2 separate regions of the Rattus norvegicus genome follow, and region 2 is linked to region 1. A link is a contact called in public Hi-C data. All regions are on one chromosome and are shown on one strand. The core of a region is the stretch at or near the end of the contact, and the rest is flanking DNA. Distances in the headings are between cores, read along the strand shown. Region 1 holds the start of Man2a1 (mannosidase, alpha, class 2A, member 1). Region 2 overlaps Man2a1 (mannosidase, alpha, class 2A, member 1).

Evidence for each region. Hi-C and Micro-C count contacts between places; a contact is called where the count stands out from the background.
Region 2: a contact with region 1 is called in a Hi-C map of liver, with 4 times the contacts expected there. The contact joins the enhancer-like site here to the promoter of Man2a1 in region 1. A contact is called at or near these places in 2 of 12 Hi-C or Micro-C datasets (liver and psoas muscle).

Annotation. Positions count from the first base shown.
Region 1 is chr9:111,694,815-111,701,101 of GRCr8, reverse strand. Man2a1 (mannosidase, alpha, class 2A, member 1) reads right to left here and starts at 2,189. Exons shown (of 22, transcript NM_012979.2): 1 at 1,071-2,189. The coding sequence starts at 1,205.
Region 2 is chr9:111,813,425-111,819,702 of GRCr8, reverse strand. It overlaps Man2a1 (mannosidase, alpha, class 2A, member 1), which reads right to left. Exons shown (of 22, transcript NM_012979.2): 16 at 3,956-4,070. Among named protein-coding and RNA genes, the nearest start is that of Man2a1, 120 kb to the right of the region's middle. Within about 2 kb of position 2,637, at least 4 of the 93 cell types and tissues checked have an H3K27ac peak or open chromatin away from gene starts, as enhancers often do. A contact at or near this core is called in liver, where this site is marked.

The DNA of each region.
Region 1 (6,287 bases), core at 940-3,439:
CAGATTTTAAATCCACGCTTCTAAAAAATACTTCTAGGGCTATGTAGTGATGACAGAATCCCTAAGTCCTCGTTTCATAATACTTCAAGTAAAGCTTGTGGTTTCATTTTAAATTCCCACCAAGCCACTGACCCTAGCATATCAAAAGAACTGGCAAGGATTATTTCCAGTCATTAAACTGTCATATTTGGGGTTGTTTGTTTGTTTTTAAAAAAAAGACAAACATCAGCCTTATTCAGGTAGGTTGTAGATTTCTCTGGTCAACTAGTTGTTAACTTGTCAACACTTGGATTCTTCGGATTTCTCCATCCGTCTGCTTCCACTAAAATGTATGTTTGTCAACAGCAAAGAGCTGTAAAAGCCGCCTGCAACTGCTATGTGGCCACCTTCCATACAGAACCGAGTGCACCCATTTCTTTGTTTTTTAGTAAGTTTTCCTGAAAGGCTTCGGATGGGTTTGTTCAACTCCTTTGCCAGTTTGACCACCCCGCAGAGAACTGAGCGCCGCACAGCTTCCAGTAGGAGTATAACAGGCACTTCCCCATTCTGCTCCAAACCAACCCGAGGTAACAGCTGAAGGATGACGACACTAAAATCAACCCTACTATCCATATCTCAAAGGGCTGCGACAGGAAATAAACTTTTTATCTCTTAAGACACAGTGAAAGGGGAAGGGGTCAGAAACAGAAATCTGCCTAGGTGGGCTGTATTTAATCAATTTCCCGAGACTCCGTGCGCTCAGGGATCTGGGCAGCCTCTGGCAGCTTAACCCTGAGCTAGCTTATGGGCGGCACTCGCGCGGGTTCCCCACCAGCAGGTGGCCGAGGCCACTTCCACAGGCCCGGGTGCGAATGTGGGAACATGGCCACTTCTGCCCAGCGCCGAGGCTGCCACCGCACGACGCCCAGGACTTTGCGAACTCAGCGGTCCGAGCGCGCCAGAGCCTCGGCCGGATGAAGCTCTACCGGTCGTCGGTGCGGCCTCACCCTGCCCCGGCGCTGAGCGTCGGCGGGAAGAAGTGCGAGCCCCCGGGCTGGTCATCCAGGCTGCGCCCGCCACCAGGTGCTTACCTGCGGGAAGGAGCCCTCCTGGCGCGGGCCCCGAGGGTAGTCCAAGTGACCCCTGTCCAGCATCAGGTAGAGTGAGAAGATTACGACGCAGAAGATCGCGCTGCCGAACACGGTGAACTGGCGGCTTAACTTCATTTTCCTCGATGGACTCGGGCCCAGGACGCGGTCCTCACCCGGAGGAGGAGGAGGAAGACTGAGGACTCCAGCCGGCGACCGCCGAGGGCTCCCTGCTCCGGGCTGCACACCCTTCGCGCGCTACGGCGCGGGTCCGGGCTGCGCTCCGCACCTCGTCTCCGGAGCCACCACGCGCCCTCGGCCTACGCCCTGGCCCGCTGCCCTCCCCGGAGCTGGCCGTCCCTGCAAGGCGGACTCCTGGGGAGCAAGGCAAGGGTCCCCACAAACTTGCTCTCCTGCAGGGTAGCGACACCCCGTAGGGCGGGCGGAGCAGTCAGAGGAGAGGTCTCTGCCCGACTTCCTGCCACAGCCGCCACGACTGAGTCGGCAGGAAAAGTTTTCTCGACAAGGGCAGGCGTGTCCTCCGCGCCCAGAGAACGCGCGGGTTCCGCGGCTCCGGGGCCGAGCGTGCGGCGCTGGGAGCGAGGAGCGCGCAGAAGGAACTGGACCTGGAGGCGCCGTGCCCCACAACTTAGCGCTGGGACACCCAGGCCCACCCCCGTAACGCCGCCCCCGCGTCCCCGCCGGAGCCCCTTCCTGCCGAGGCTACTGCGGGGGCCGGCTAGGGTGCACCCTGCGCGCTGGGGCGCTGAGATCCGAGACTTTCCTCAGGGCGTGCGTCCGATCCCCGGCCTCTCCCGGCCCCCGCCGCCCCTACCTTCCCCCTCGCGGGCCCGGGCTGCACGCGGAGGGCGCAGGGGGCGGGCGGCGCCGGGAGGAGGCGAGCAGAGCGAGGAGGAGAGGACCGTCTCCCGAGAGGAGCCCGCTCCAGCTGCAGCCGTGGAGCACCCCCTCCTTCCCGCCCCGAGAACGCGGAGATGGCGGCGGCAGCCGCGAGAGGAAGAGCCGGTTCCCCAGCGCTACTCGGCGCTCCAGTACCGCCCGCCACGAGCCGGAGGAGACGGCGGCGGCGGCGCGGCGGCCGATGGGTCAATAGGCGCCCGCAGCCCTGGAGCTGGGCAGCCGGCTGGCCCCGCCCCCTCCCGACGCGCCGGGATGAGGGGGCGGGCCCCCTGGCGCCCAATCACAGCGCGCCGCCCGCCAGGCCCGCCCAGCGCCTGCCTCACTGGGCCCTGACAGTAGGAAGACCTCAAGAGGCTTCAGTGACAAGGGAGGCGGCTTTGCAGGAATTGAGGCCAGCAGAGAGGTGCCTCCAGGGCTCCAGCAGCCTGCGTTCCATAGCGGCTGTGGTTCATTCCCCAGATTCCATCCTCTGGTCGCGTCTTCTATCCTGGAACGCCCAGATCAGCGTGACTTGGAAGGGTCCGTGAAGGGCTTGTAAGGAAAGGTAGATGAGAAATCTGAGGAGCATTTTTGGACTCATCTTTTCTTGCTCTTGCTTTGTACGACATCCTGGTGAAATCTGGGAGAAAGGGAGGCCGACAAAGCCTCTTGTAGGCAGATGTAGACATCTGGCGACAAAAACCTCGAAGAGGGGGATCTGAGAAATGCTTCAGTCCACTATTGAATTATGGTCTCTCAGCTCCAAAATCACCCTTTTTCCACTGCACTGTGAAAATGAAGCTGGGCCTTTTAAGGAGGTTTCTCTTCGCCCTTCTGGGACACTGTGTCAGTAGAGGGTGCTGAAGAGACGTTACAGGAAATAAAGGAACTTGCTTCCTGGTTCTAGTACATCTGATAAGCAATTTCTCTTAGCATACCTGACTTTTTCAAGTCCTGAGCTCCTTGGTGGCCAACAGTTCTGTCATGGTGTTGGGCATGGACACTTTCCTGGCACCCTATTAGCAGTGTATAGCAAGTTCGGGGCAGCATCACGGTGACATCTCTGCTCTTCAAATAACCACAATGTAGTCTCCATAAAAATCTCTATGTTAGCCCTTGACTGGATGGGAAGCCCATCTTTTGGGGGTCCTTTATCACTTCAAGAAGTAATTATAAGGCTTGCTCTCCACAGTTGCTGTCTATATTCTCTCTGGCTTTCTTCACACTAGCGAATCCTTAGTTATTTAACTCCCTATTAAAGATAAGATTTAGTTTTATTAAGCCCTCCATGGAGTAGCCCCAAGAGATAGACCCACAGAGACGGATTTAAAGGTCAGATTGGTTGACTTTCGCCTAGAGCTCCTTGCCAAAGGGAAAGAGAATGGTAATTTGGGTCATGAAAAGCATCACAGTTAATTAACAATCACCTGTGGTTGCTTCTGATGCCATGCCAATGGAACAAGTCCATGGGAACTAGGTGCCAGCTTCCAAAGTGACTGTAACAACTGGGGTGGTAGGCATTGGAGTGTTTTTGAATACTCCAAAAAAAAAAAAAACAAGGTGGCAAGGCCTGGTCCATCTTCCCTCCTAAGGTATGAGGATCAAAGAGACTCCTCCTGTACCAAGGAGAATTAATTATGTAACTGAAGATAGGATGTTATTATTTTGGTTTTGGAGTTACTGACTTGTTACTATTGAATTCTCAGACATGGCAAGGTTTTTGTCCTTTCCTCCTAAAAGTTGATGGATTAATTTGTTAATGATAAAAACTCCAAAATTTGGACTGCTTTAGCTAAAGCTGGGACTAACATCCCCAGCACACACCTGTACAGTGCTCACCAGGAGAAGCAAGTTGTCATTCTGTGGCTAAGCAGGCTGGGTTTCCTTTGCTTGATAACCTTGTCATTTTGGACTGGAGAGATGGCTTAGTGGTTAAGAACACTGGCTATTTGTCTAGAGCAGTGGTTCTTGACCTGTGAGTCTCGATGCCTTCAGAGGCTGACGAACTCTTTCACAGGAGTCATCTAAGACTCTCAGGAAACACAGATATTTTACATTATGATTCATAACAGCAGTAAAATTATAGTTATGGAGTAGCAGCAAAAAAAAATATGACTAGGGGTCACCACAACATGAGGAACTGTATTAAAGGGTGGAAGTTTAGGAAAGTTGAGAACCGCTAATCTAAATAAAGGACCTGGGTTCTGTACGCCCATAGCAGTTCAGTAAACCATTCCTCGGTTCCATAAGAATCTGGTACCTTCTGGTTTCTTTGGACACTAGCCACGCATGTTGTGCCCAGACATACATGGAGGTAAAACATCTATACACTGAAAAGAAATTTTAAACTTGCCATCTTTCAGGTTTGGGAGTTGTATGCATATTTTTTCCTAAAATACTCATCTGTTCAAGAAAATCCACTAGAAGTTGTTGCTGTAAAATTTAAAAAAAAAAAATGCTGTCTTTTCCCCTGCACTAAATCCAGCACCGTAGTGCCCCAAGATATCTGGTAGATAGCTTCATCTCAGTTAGCAAAGCCTCTCACCAGCTTTGCTCCATCCCATATCTCACTGCCGATGGCTTCTCTCTGAGCCTGGCAACAATCTCTCTACCCATCTAGTTCCCAAGACAGGCTGCCACCATGCCAGAAATACACATGTCTCCAGTCACCACACACTCTCTTGAGTTCAATTAAATCACCACATGAAAGAACACACAGCACAATAACCTCTGATCCAATTGATAAGATATAGTTGCCCACCTAGACACACAAAGCCCTGTACACATCCATCCCTTAAGAATATTCATAACAACCTGTAAATGTGCAGAGAGGAATCTTAACATCCGCCTCCATGTTCTCTCCGCTGCTTCTCTCCCCTCGCTCCAGTCTCCTTCTGCTCTCTAAAACTTTTCTCCCACCCATCCTTCCTTCTCGCCCAATGACAGGCTTCGTTCTATCTAGTACCTGCCTTTACCTGCATAATGACATCATCCTACAAGAAGTTATTGTCCTTATCTGGGCAAATCTCTTGACATGGAATTTGCTTCTTTCCCAAAAACCACCACAACCAACTACCTGAGAATATGACCACAATGTACTGTGTTCTTGTGGAATAGAATGGAGCAATAATTCACACACCAAAATAGCTACAATTGGGTCTAATATATGTTGGAAAAATCTGGGAACAATGTATAGAAACGTTCTTTAAAGATATAGGGTCATGAAAGAATGTAACACAATGTATCAAAAATGTATTGCTCCGATGGAAGGATGGCTCAGTGGTTAGCAGCACTTGTTGCTCCTGCAAAGGACTCAGGTTGTGTTCCCAGTGCCAATAGAACAACTTGGAACCCTGACTCCAGCTCCAGGGGACCTGATGCCTGCTTCTGGCCTCCTTGGGCAATACATGCATATGATGCACTGATATACCTGCAACCAGATGTACCAATATGCAAAAACTAGGAACCAATCTATGTCTAAATGTATTTCTGCTCTTAAGCATTCAGCTCACATAGCCCGAGGTGACTGGTGGATAGCGTATGAGATTGAGACACCAGAGCTTCAAGGCATGGAGTGGAAAAGGAAATCCAGTTGTTTAAGGGCAAACAAATATTGTACTGGATTTATAACATGCAGCTTGCAAGCCTGTGCCCCAGCTGTGCTCCAGGTGGTGACACAGAAGATACACCGTTATTGAAGATTTGGGGGGGGGGGAACTCTGTGGATTCTCCCAGGGGCCAGGCATGGACATAGGCAGTGGTTCAGTTGGCCTGCCTGGTTTACATGCAGATGACAGGAGTCCTGAATAACAGAGGCCAAGCAGTGCTTAAGTAATAGAGTAAACTCATTTGCCTTTAGAGGAGCAAACTGCCGGGGCCCACAGAGATGTCCTCAGAAAGTCATATTTAGGCAACCTAAATGGGATATCACTTATTTTCAACAGGTAGAGCTCTAGATCAGTTAGCTAAGCTCTGACTTTAGTTGCCACAGTAGAGAGACATAAACTTTCTGTCAGCCTTCAGACCCAAGTCAGCCCACAGCCCTGGAATCATTCGGTTGCCCTGTCGGGAGAGACCTTGCTCCGTAGCCACAATACACAAACAAAATGGCACATCACTTTGCAGGAGGAGGAGAAGTTGTTTATTTGGTGTAGGGTCTGTACATTAACAAATTTCAAAGGAAGCCATAAAGTTAGAGCCCTAGTCTAATGTGATTGATGTTCTTATAACAGAGGAACATACTGTAACATACATGATGCACACCATGGCCATCTGATGGTATGGCTTGAAGCAATGAGAGTCATGCCAGCTCTGCTGACA
Region 2 (6,278 bases), core at 1,388-3,887, 120 kb before region 1:
GGGAAAGACTAGTTCATTAAACTGAATACTGAACCCAGACTATCAGTTAAGAGACAATTTGTAAGATGAACTTTCTATTAGTCAGTGTTGCTAAACGATAATAAAATATGTTGTAAAACTAACAGATATCAACCCGATACAATGGCGTGCACATGAGAAAACAGTATTAGTAACCCCATTACTTCCCATCTCATTAATTTGGTACTTGTTCGAAATGCTGTAAGGAAAACCATTACATTGTATGCTAACTTAAAAATCTTAATAAAGGGGCTAGAGACCCTGCTCAGTGGCTAAGAGAATACACTGCTCTTGCAAGGACCCAAGCACTGGTCTCAGCCTGTAACACTGAGGTCCAGGGATCCATCGCCCTCTTCTGGACCCTGCAAACACCACCACCCATGTGTACGTGTGTGTTCACAAAACTTAAAGTAAATATTAAAAAAGAAAACATTGATAAAAATTTAAATTGAAAAGAATCTTGGTGCTAATAACAAACAGGCTTCATTCGTTAATACTTGTCCAGTACGCTGGGCACGTTGGAGAGGGCAGGGAATTAGCCTTGATACAGAAACAGCTCGGGAGGTTAAACCTGAGGTGTCTCTTGGTACTTTAAAATATTAGCTAAGACTCAGTCCATAGAAACAGACACACTGCCTGTAGTTCTCTTCCTACATAAGAAACTGACCTGTTGACTGAGCATTTAGTCATCTAAATACCTGTTAACTCAGGAAGCCACACTGTAGCATATTCAAGGATTCCTGGGTGTTTTTTAAACACCTAGAAACTTCATCATATTTTAAACCCCAAATATCATCCACTTGAAGACTGCACATTCCTACTTCAAGCTTTAAGTGACTTCATGAAAACCTCAGTGAACCAAAACCTACATGAAGAGTCCTTGAAGACAATGGAACAGCAACTCAGACAGGAGTGGGTCACAGAGACCAAGGGGAAAAGAAAGGCTCAGTGTCTCCTGCGTGTGGCTAATCGCTTCTGAGAGGCAAACTCACTGAGAGGAGGTCAACCTCAGATGTGGGAGGTGATATGGTTTAGGAAAAAGCCTTTTAGACGATTCAGGTGTCTCATCTCCCACCCAACCACTTCCATTGTAGAATAAAAAGAGAGCAAGCAAACAAAACAGCAAAACAAAACCCCACAAATGCTCAGGGCAAGATGAAGCAAGGTTTATCTGTCACTTCACGTCTCTGTTTGCTGACTTCAGGGTTAAAACGAAGCTCACTCAGAAAAGCGCTCTCAGCTAACTTCACATTTACCTCACCTGTCCTTCTGAACACATTTCCAAACCCTCCTGCTTTTGAGCAACAAAAATCTAATAGTGGCACAAAAATGTGTCATCACAAGTTTATTCTACCCATGGAGAAATCCAGAGGCAACACTGAGTTTGCATTAAAACAAAAGCAAAAACAAAAACCTATGTCAATATTGTTTGTGCCCTATTCAAAAAACCAGTTTATTTTAAGAGTACCTCCATTCCCTAGAGGCCAGACTTCCAGAGATTTCAAGAACTGGCAAGAAATTATACTCCTAGATTTAGAAATACTTATGTAGCAACTAAGTGAATAAATTATGAATGCTGAGTAAAGGTGAGCCTAGGTCAAGAACCAGACCCCAGCGGATGCTGACGTGCAAGGCTGTTCAGTTTGGCAGTGAGAGGAACCTGCCCACTGCAGCACTGCCAAAAGCTGGGCACCTGAACCGGAACAAGGAGGAGAAGGAGCACAATCCAGGAGGAGAGGGAGCACAGTCCAGGAGGAGAGGGAGCACAGTCCAGGAGGAGAGGGAGCACAGTCCAGGAGGAGAGGGAGCACAGTCCAGGAGGAGAGGGAGCACAGTCCAGGAGGAGAGGGAGCACAGTCCAGGAGGAGAGGGAGCACAGTCCAGGAGGAGAGGGAGCACAGTCCAGGAGGAGAGGAAGCACAGTCCAGGAGGAGAGGGAGCACAGTCCAGGAGGAGAGGGAGCACAGTCCAGGAGGAGAGGAAGCACAGTCCAGGAGGAGAGGGAGCACAGTCCAGGAGGAGAGGGAGCACAGTCCAGGAGGAGAGGGAGCACAGTCCAGGAAGAGAGGGAGCACAGTCCAGGAGGAGAGGGAGCACAGTCCTGGAGGAGAGGGAGCACAGTCCAGGAGGAGAGGGAGCACAGTCCAGGAGGAGAGAGAGAGAGAGAGAGAGAGAGAGAGAGAGAGAGAGAGAGCGCGCGCACAATCCAGGAGGAAAGAGAGAGAGAGAGAGAGAGAGAGAGAGAGAGAGAGAGAGAGAGAGAGGGAGGGAGAGAGCGCACGCACACAATTCAGGAGGAGAGGGAGCACAATTCAGGAGGAGAGGGGTGGGGCACAATCCAGGAGGGGGGAGAGAGAGAGAAAGAAAGAGAGAGAGAGAGAGAGAGAGAGCACAGTCCAGGAGGAGATACTAGGAACTAAAAAGGACAGAACCCAGCAGAGAACAGAGGAGAACTCAGGCCAGCAATGGAAATGGACGCTGACAGGGAGCTGGCAGTTGCCAGGTGAACGCAGAGGCCCAGCTCCTGCTGCCAAGACGCCGGTCAGTCTGGACAGGGCTGCTGCCAGGAGTAGGAAAGAGCAAAGGTGCAGGAAAGATGACAGCCACTTAGTTGTGACAGCACAGTTCCTTGGCAGAAGGAGGCAGGCACGTCAGAGCGGATTACGTTCCGAGTCAGCGGCTGGTCTATGACAGCAGGCAAAGTCCCAGCCACCAGCAGCAGGAGAGAAGATCCGCGCTACTAGGATCTGACACGTGCTGGGTCACCATTCCACTGCTCACTCCAGCCCTAGGCTTTCCTTGCTTTGAGACAAGGCCTCACTAATTTACGTAGGCCTTTGTTTAAAGTTGCAATCCCCCTGACTCAGCCTCTCAAGTAACCTGGGTTATAGTTGCGAGTATGCAAGTGTCTATGTTATAAGGAAAACAAAAGTCGCATGTGTACTTTCATGCATGGTGCTTTTTCTCACCCATTAATATGAAGTGGCTGAAAATGTGACGTTAGAGCTTCCGGGAGTGAATCATTGAAAATGGCCAATGTGATCCCCCACCCTTCCGGACCTACTGAAGGTTTTGGGAAACTCAGACAAGGGCTATTTTATAGTCACAGGCTTTCCTGTGGTGAATGGTAATTCTGTAGCACAGAAGTCACAGTTGGACACCAAGGTCCTGCCTCGTGTTAGTTTTCCCGACTCTAGAGGGCTTGCATGGATGGATTGGAAGAGCTCCCAAGAGCTCCGAGGAGGAAAAAAGAAACTGAGCATGACTAGTAGCCGAGAAAAAAAGCAAAACTAGTAAAATATGAAATGACATAATTAAATGAATGCAAGACTAAGTTCAGACTGTGAAGTCAAGAAACTGAGCATTGGGTAGCTAATAAAGTCTGTGAGAGTGATGCCTTTCCCCCATGACCTAGAAATAAGCCATGCTTTACAACAGTCGGGGTCAGCTGGTGGCGTTCCTACCCATCTGAAGAGGCAGGGGTGCAATGTTCTCCTTCCCGGTTCCCTTCAGCCTAGGAACAGCAGGACAACTGCAAGTAACGAACCAATGAAGACTCTTCTAAGACGGTTGAAGCCAGTAAGTCACTGGTCTGGTTAGTAACAACGCTCATGTTCTCCTGTGTAAAACCACACCTAAATACCGGACGGCTTTCAGGTCTCCAACATAAGGTTTCTGACTGGGAAGCTCATGACTGAGTCAGCTCTCATGAGGAAGGAGGAGATGGGGAAGGATGAATGGCAGCCTAGCAGATGAGAAGGCTTCGCCATTCCCACCATCCGAAGGCAAAGATGATGCCGGAAGTCAGGCTCGGGGGTACAGAGTCAATTCCAAAGATTCCATTGTCTCTAGACAACTCAGTTCGGTAAGAAAGGCAGAAGAAAAGTAGGACTCCACCCGCAAGTGTGCGTGTTTGACGGCCGCACCGTTTTCTTACCCTGTATGTGGTACAGCCGGACCTTGTGAGTAACGTGTTCAAGGAAGCAGGTCACGTCTGAGTAGATCCTTCCACGTGTCACTCTGACAAAGGGTGTTCTCAGGGAAACATAGGGCTGAAGAGGAAAGGACATTTTTAGCAAAAACACTTTGGTTTCTAAACTTTCCTGAGTTTAGGAATATTGTGTGAAATGACACATTCGTACAGCTCAAAACTCATAACTGGACATGGAAACTTATAATTTATCAGAATACACAGGATATAAACAATAGACATATGGTAAGATGTTATTCTTACATAAAGCCTTTATTTGCAAACGCTTACAATTTGATTGGCCTTAGATAATCTACAAACGTTCTCCTCATTTACAAACATTATAACCTATACTCTTCTACTACCCGTGTAGTTATTTATTGGAAATGAGATCATTCTTAGTTGTGATATCTCCCAAGCCAGCACCTGTGACCCGGTCCTCCTGTTGCCAAGATGGGTGGGTACATGTCGGGGCTGAGCAGATTGGATTCGAGACTCACGTACAGTTTACGCAGTGAGGCTTACTGAACTTAGAACCACTCTGCCCTTTGGCAGGAAGAGGTGGCTGAACAGAGAGCAAACTTAAGAACTTGGAAATCATTGGTTTAGATTTCATTATTTAGCATCCAGAAAATTAGGGAATAAAGCCCACACTTTATGTGATGTCAGACTAAACTCAAAGCATCTAAGTAAGCATTGCTTATTTCCGCTCAACGGAGCGTGAAGCACTGCTTTCAATGCAGGACTCTTGAGCAGTAAGAGACTCTCAGAACCGTGTGGTTCTCCTCACCCATAGAAAAACGTACTAAAGCTAATAAAATATGTACCATTTACAAAGCCCTTTTGCAAAGCTACCATGCATCTAGAAGGTGGGTAGAGGGGAGGGAGGCAGGAAGGAGGTTTCTGGGTACCTACTCTCTTCTGACGTAATCAGCTATCTCCTTCCCTGATGTTGCAATACTTTTACTTTGTCCTTTATAATATCTCCTTATTATTTTCATTTGGATTACAGATATTTAATTTAATTACTATTTTTCCAGACATAATATCCCATATTTATGGTTGGAGGCTGAGGCAGGTAGATCAAGAGTTGGAAGTCAGCCTGGGCAACATAATGAAACCAATTCTTAATTTAAAAAAAGAAAGGGAGGAAGGAAGGAAGGAAGGAAGGAAGGAAGGAAGGAGAGAGAAAGAAATTTCTTAAAACAAAGACTCTGAGCCAATAATTATATAATTTAAGAAACTATTAAGTGAGACATCCAAATAGCTTAGGAGTAAGCTTCCCCGCCTATTCCCCTGCAATTTCTCACTGACATGAACATAAACAATCAAACCTCCTCAGGGCGGCCTATATCATCCCTAAAAATTCAATCATTTTAGTGTGTGGCTTCGGTAAACTTCAGAAGAAAAATAACTTGCTCAGAAGAAAGGTTAGTCACTAAGCAACAAAGCATCAAGGAGATTAATGTATCCTGAGGTCGGGGAAACAGGATTTTTTTGGGGGGGGGGCGTGTTATAAGACTGCTTTACAGGGCTAATTCTCTGAGTTTGGGCCAGAGCTCTGAGACACGGGCCGGTGGAAATGAACTTTTCTCCAGGCCGTCCAGAGGCAAGAGAATCGGTAGACAGAAAATCCTTAGAGTCTGGCTTTATACACGACCCCCCCCAAAAAAAAGCCTCTGCTCGGCTTCCCCAGAAATACTCAGGACTGCGTGAAGAGAACTGCAAAGAAAGCCGATCCCAAGTCACTCCAGTGAGGAAGTGGGACAAGTGGGGGCTTAAGGAGACTCTGAAACACAAAACTATACCTCCAAAGCACGTGCCATCAGATTGAGTTAAAAATGAAAACCAAAATATGTAAAGGTAGTAAGACAAAAACTCAAAATGGGGGATGCTCAAATGTGGAGACGCTCAAAGAAGAGAAAATCGAGTCCGTATGTGCGCACTGATGCTCATGGGGCTGGCTGCACACTACCATCAATTTAATTGTTTCTTCACATCCGCTACATTTTCAAAATTCGCCAGACTACAGGCATTGGTTTTACAGTCTAGAGTAGGAAAAACTGTTTATCAAATCCCTAAGGACTCAAGAGAGGTGCTCCAGTGAGCAGTCTCCCCCACAGGGCTGAGCACTTTGTGTCTGCACAGCGCTACACAGGTAGGCGGTTCCTCAAATCACTTCCCCGGGAGCCAAGTCTACAAGATTAGCTTTCTCCGTGGAGAACACACATGCTTTGTGTGTTCCTAAGTGAATTCCAGCTCTGACACATCTAACTTTCCAGTGTGAACT